Regions from separate parts of the Mus musculus genome. Here region 1 is linked to region 2. Evidence: chromatin contacts called from public promoter capture Hi-C data. All regions are on one chromosome and are shown on one strand. The core of a region is the stretch at or near the end of the contact, and the rest is flanking DNA. Distances in the headings are between cores, read along the strand shown.

Region 1 (2,700 bases), core at 35-2,534, 180 kb before region 2:
GGGAGCACTGCTGCTGGGAGAGGGAGCACTGCTGCTGGGAGAGGGAGCACTGTCTTGTTTAAGGGTGAAGGCCCCAATGGGTTGGTCATGCTCCAGTGGAAGGCCACACGCTCAAAAGTATATGGGCAGCACTGACTGTACTGGATGGGTTTTGTTTTTATTTTTTTAAATAAAAGAGGGCCTGAAAATGGGTGGGTGGAGGTGGGGTGAATTTGGGGGGAAGTGGGGTGAAACGGCGACTATGATTGATTGAAACACATTCCACAAAATATTAAAACTAATAAAAATGGGAAAAAATAAATTCTTAATAAGTCTTAAATAAGGGAAAGTAAAATGCCCTTTCATTTGCTTGACAAATGGTATGACTAAGTGTAACTAGAGGACATGCTGTCACATAAAGGTACAGAATTCCACAGAGTAAGAATATACAGAGGGGAAAAGCAGGGTGCAGTAAAAGAGAAGCTATATATAACCTAGGACAAAGGTCAGTCTTTGTTAGAACATGAAAAGATGGGGGAATCCTCTACATATGGAACGCCATAGTTGGCCAGCATCTGTCCTTACACCTTTTACCTGGTTAGGTGCTCAGAGCATTTCCTACTATGCCCTGACCAACCAGTAGAAGGAGAACCAGGAGAGAGGAGGGCAGGTGTTGGTGTGGGGACTCCTTGCCTCTGTTTTCTTGCCTTGCTATCAGCAGCATCTCTCCTTTCTGGAGTCCTTGCCTTTAGTGGGCTTCTCAGAAGCCCAGGAGGCAGGTGTAGTTAGGAGCCTAAGCTGTTCTTTTTCCACTCTAGACAAGCTGCCCTGGGATGTGCTACAGTAAAATGTCTGCATGATGTTCTGATTTTGAAATAGAAAATCAACATGTGACTCCTGCCAGCAGTTTCAATTTTAGCTTGTAATACAAACATTGGCAAAAGACCAGATTCATTGCCTTTCCTACAGCTTTATTGGTACGCATAAGCTGTTTTAAAAGGCTGGATGTTCTCACAGATCCTGAAAACATGTCAGGGTAAAAGTGTGGCATTAACTTAATTGACAGAAATCAATATCTTACTGTAAATGCAACCCTACTCTCAACACAGACAAAAGCTCCCTCTGACTAGATCCTTTCATTGCAATAAGGTGAGTATATTGTGCACAGACACAGCTGTGAGAGTGGACATAAGTCACACATTCCAGGCTTCTTGAGCTCTGGCTCTTTTACAGTTAATATGGAATTAGTGGCAATATCAAGGCAAGGAGTTAGCGATTAGGTCATAAGTGTGAGCCTCTGTCTCCATCACTGAGCGCCTGAGCACAGCACTTTGCCACTCCTCTTCTCATACTTCAGCATCATGTGCCCATGGTGCAGCTGACAATGACACATCTCCCAAATCTTTGAGCTTGGATTATTGCCCTTTGAAAGCCAAAGTGGTCAAAGACAGTAGAAAAGTGGGGATAACTCCCTGGAGACAGGCCAGCAAAAGGCATGCAAAAGCTGGTGGATGGGTCTGATAAAGCAAGTCAGGAGTCTATTAATAAGATCTGAGGGTATCTCAGCAAATCTAAGCTCCAACCATCCTCAACTCCAGCTGTAACTGGTTATAGTAAATCCAAGGTCAACCACTAATGGCTTACAGCCAAGTGTGGCCCACAGACATATTTTGTTTGGTTACAACTATGTTTATAAAGAGTATGAATTCATTTTCAATTTCTATAAAAACTGGAAATTTTCTCAAAAACATGCAGGTTTCTGGCTTTTCTTTAAAAACGAAAACAAAGGGAGAAAGCAGGTCTGGCATTTGTAATGTTTCATTCCTATTAGAACAATGCTCAGCAGGAGGTGGCTGTGGCTGTCCTGTGTAAATGTGTTTCAGCTTCCTATTCTCTGCTTAGGCTACCTTCCTGGCCCTAAACAGATGGTTCTGTGATGGAATCAAACAGCAATTAACACTGTGAGGCAGAATCAACTTGCTTTGCAACCCTTTGAAGCAGCATCAGTAAGAGAATCATCTACATAGAGCATGGGAAAGGTCTATACACAGACAGAAGACTTGGCAATGCAGCCCAGCCAGGGAAGAGGGCATCCAGGCTTCTGTAGTAAGGATGTGGGTCTGCTTGGGAGGTGCAGAGAAGACATGATCAGCAGTAGTGAATACTATGTGTGGTCAAGCTTGTCCTATGGCCCCTTTCCAAGAAGAGAATGCAAGGGCCAGCTGCTGTGAGCATTCTTAGCTGATCTGCAGGCTCAGGGTTACATTCACACCAGTAAGTGGGAAGATTATTTTAGTTCAGAAGCTTGAGTCCCAACCATACAGGAAGCCCCATGCTCTGGTATCCCTTCTGCTCCTGTCATAAAACCACTCTAAGTAAATGCAACTTAACTAGTGGGTGGGCTTATTATCTTTACATACAAGCTGGAATACGTCCATCATTGGAGGAAATCATGGCATGAACTCCAGGCAGGACACCATGAAGGAAAATTCTCCTTGCTGGTTTTCTCTCTGGCTCATTTCATGCATGCTCAGCCAGTTTCCTTTATTGCCCAGGACTAGATAACAGGGAACATCACTGTCCACGGTGATCTGTGTCCTCCAACATCAACAATCAAGACAATCCCTCACTGACATGCCGACAGAGCAACCTGCTAAAGACTACTCAATTGATACTCTTTTTCTAGGTCATATTAAGTTGATGATTAATGTTAGCCATGCC
Region 2 (2,700 bases), core at 119-2,618:
CACGCCTTGAGCACACAACAAACCCATTCAAATTATGACCTACAACTAAAAGGTCTCATTTACTTTAAAGTACAGAGCGTTCTTTTTAAATGCCCATGTTTTTAAACATAAACTCAGGGACAAATGCTAATTCTTGGGAGACAGTGTCTTTATGCTGACCTCGGTGGGCAAACATTCTCAAGACCTAAACTACAACGCATGATTGACAAGGACCAACAAACGCGTCCGTCTTGGTAGTGGGATTGGTGCCCAGAACTACGGGTAAGCCATCACTGGCAGGTAAAGAACTCTGCCGGTCCGGAGCCAGTGAAAAAAGAAACCAAACTTTCCGAAATAGGGTAGTTTGGTCTCACCAAACCAATCTAAATCCAACAGGTGTCAACAGACACTTGCCACATTAAGGTCTAGAACAGCACGGAGTGGTTAGGGAAGAAACTGAGAGAAATCTGACCTAACCTCTAAGAGGATTGCGAAGGAATAAATAAATAAATAAATAAATAAATAATAAAAACCAAAACCTAAGCTAAGCTAAACCAGCCTGGTCTCTAGCCCAGCTGGTCGCTAGGTGGTGGGGTTAAAGGATGGTGGTGTCAGAATCTCTCTGCTCACTCACAGGGACATGCGTTGCTACAGGGTCTCCAAGCACTTGTCCCTGCGCTGTCAGCTGTCCACCCAGCACCAGAGTCGGACAAGCAAGACAGCGAGGCGTCTGGGGTTGGAAGCCAGGGAAAGGAGGGTTCGAGGTACCTGCTTGTCCAAAGCGTCCCGGGCGCCTGCGGGTCCTGCGTTGGTCCTGGGTGGTGCAGGCGTCCGCTCACAGCTGCAGCCCTCTAGAAGGTACATGCCCGCTGGCCGGCCGCTCTGCTCGCCTTCGAAGTAAAAGAGCACATTCTGGTAGAGAGCGAACCACTTCTCGTGCCAGCGGCTCGCCTCTGCAGCCTTCTTGCTCAGGAAGCCGCGTTTGGTGCCCTCCTTGCGCGCCAGCATGGCCAGGTACAGGGCGTGCCCCTCGTTGTAGCGCACGCTCTTCTGCATGGCGAGGGCGCGGAGGGCGTTCGAGTCGTAGCCTCAGCTTCTTGGCGGGGTCATCGCAGATTGCCCTCCGGGAGGACGCACCGCAGACTGCCTGCCACGGGGCACCCCGCTCGCCGCCCAGACCTAGGGCGCCTATCCGGGCTGGAGCACCAGCACCGTCTCCTCCCCGACCGCGCCCTCTCCGGCCCCCGACGCCTCCTGTTCCCCGGAAGCCCGGTGACGAGTGGCCCTCCGAGGGCGCCCGCACCAGTGTCACTCCACCCGAAGTATTGCGGGAGCCCAGCCTCTGCGGCGGGCTGCGCTATGCTATGAGGCGCGCGGCAGCCAGAGGACTGTCCTCGGGCAACGCGCTCCGGGAGACAGAAGGTAAAACGTCACGTGGGAGATCAGCAGTAAGCGGCTTGGAGACCGATTTAAAGGGTAAAGCCGGCGCGGTGGCGGCCGCGGAGGCGCTGCGTGCTCACCCCAGCGCACATCCTTCAGTCGCCTGCCAGGACCCTGGCCTCTGCTTCTGTCCAGGCCAAGCCTGGATGGGGCAGATCGCCCAGGAGGAGCAGGAGCGAGCTTGGTAGCGCCCAGTCGCTCACAGCACAAACACTCACAAATGTGCTCTCATGCATACACAGGCAAACGCACACTGAACATACACATGGAGACTGAAGCATGCACACAAACACACAACGCTCATATTCGCGCACAAAATCACACATGCACCCAAATACAATAAGCACAGGCATACAAGCATACATGCACTCACAACATAAATTACCAAATACTCTTTAATCCAATGCTCACAGTCATACACATAAGACTGCAATGTACAGTCATGTATAGCACATTCCTAGGCACACAGATATACATTCACAATTACAAAAGTACATCCACAGTATGCACTTCTGAAAAACGCAAACCTACAAATTTGTACTTAAGCAGGCAACTACATATATCTACATATCTTAGTGCTATCTCAAACACCCTAATATTTACTGTACTCAGTGCATACACATTTATAATCATATACACATTCACACAATCACCAGAAAAACATACACCTAGACAGAAACACACACACACACACACACACACACACACACACACACACATACACTGGCCTTTTCTGTCACATACACACATGTTCACAAACATGCATTTACATGCAAATGTGCATTCATAAACATACTCATCAGACATGAGCACTTACAGACAGGACACAGACAGATGTATGGGCACTGAGAGGCACACATGTTTACAGCTCATGTGCCAGAACTCACACTCACAAAAAGGATCAGTAGCAGCAAATGGAGTCACAAGGTGACTTTGCATAAACCACAATGTTGGCTTTTCAGCTTCTACCGGCACTGTAGAGATCAAAACTAGCTGTGGCTGTTGATAGGAGAAGTCGAGTGTTCCCTGAAAGCCAGCAAATGTCAATTACTTTTGGACACCTGTTATGTGATTATGATTTTTTTTAAAAGCCAAATGTTCAGTATGCCATTTTAAATAAGGAGAGAGGGGATAACCTTATCAGGGAAAGTGCTGTCAGGGCAGACACTGTCCTCAGAGGCCAAACTGTCACACACAGGCTGAGCAGAGTTCCTTGTTGAAACTGGGATTCATTTGGTTAACAAATCTTACAGCTACTGCTGGAAAACCAAGACACTCTGC

Evidence for each region. Promoter capture Hi-C pulls out the DNA fragments that hold promoters and counts their contacts.
Region 1: a contact with region 2 is called in a promoter capture Hi-C map of hippocampal neurons, with 4 times the contacts expected there. The contact joins the enhancer-like site here to the promoter of Rasgrf2 in region 2. A contact is called at or near these places in 8 of 39 promoter capture datasets (3T3-L1-derived adipocytes, the HPC-7 cell line, embryonic stem cells and 4 more), 1 of 115 datasets of contacts at active chromatin or transcription factors (a beta-TC-6 cell line) and 3 of 9 other capture datasets (adipose tissue, liver and pancreatic islet).

The regions. Positions count from the first base shown.
Region 1 is chr13:91,954,522-91,957,221 of GRCm38.p6, forward strand. The region is part of intron 18 of Rasgrf2 (RAS protein-specific guanine nucleotide-releasing factor 2); the gene reads right to left. Among named protein-coding and RNA genes, the nearest start is that of Gm46435, 31 kb to the left of the region's middle. Within about 2 kb of position 1,285, at least 41 of the 459 cell types and tissues checked have an H3K27ac peak or open chromatin away from gene starts, as enhancers often do. A contact at or near this core is called in 3T3-L1-derived adipocytes, adipose tissue and hippocampal neurons, where this site is marked.
Region 2 is chr13:92,130,460-92,133,159 of GRCm38.p6, forward strand. Rasgrf2 (RAS protein-specific guanine nucleotide-releasing factor 2) reads right to left here and starts at 1,369. Exons shown (of 28, transcript NM_009027.4): 1 at 748-1,369. The coding sequence starts at 1,035.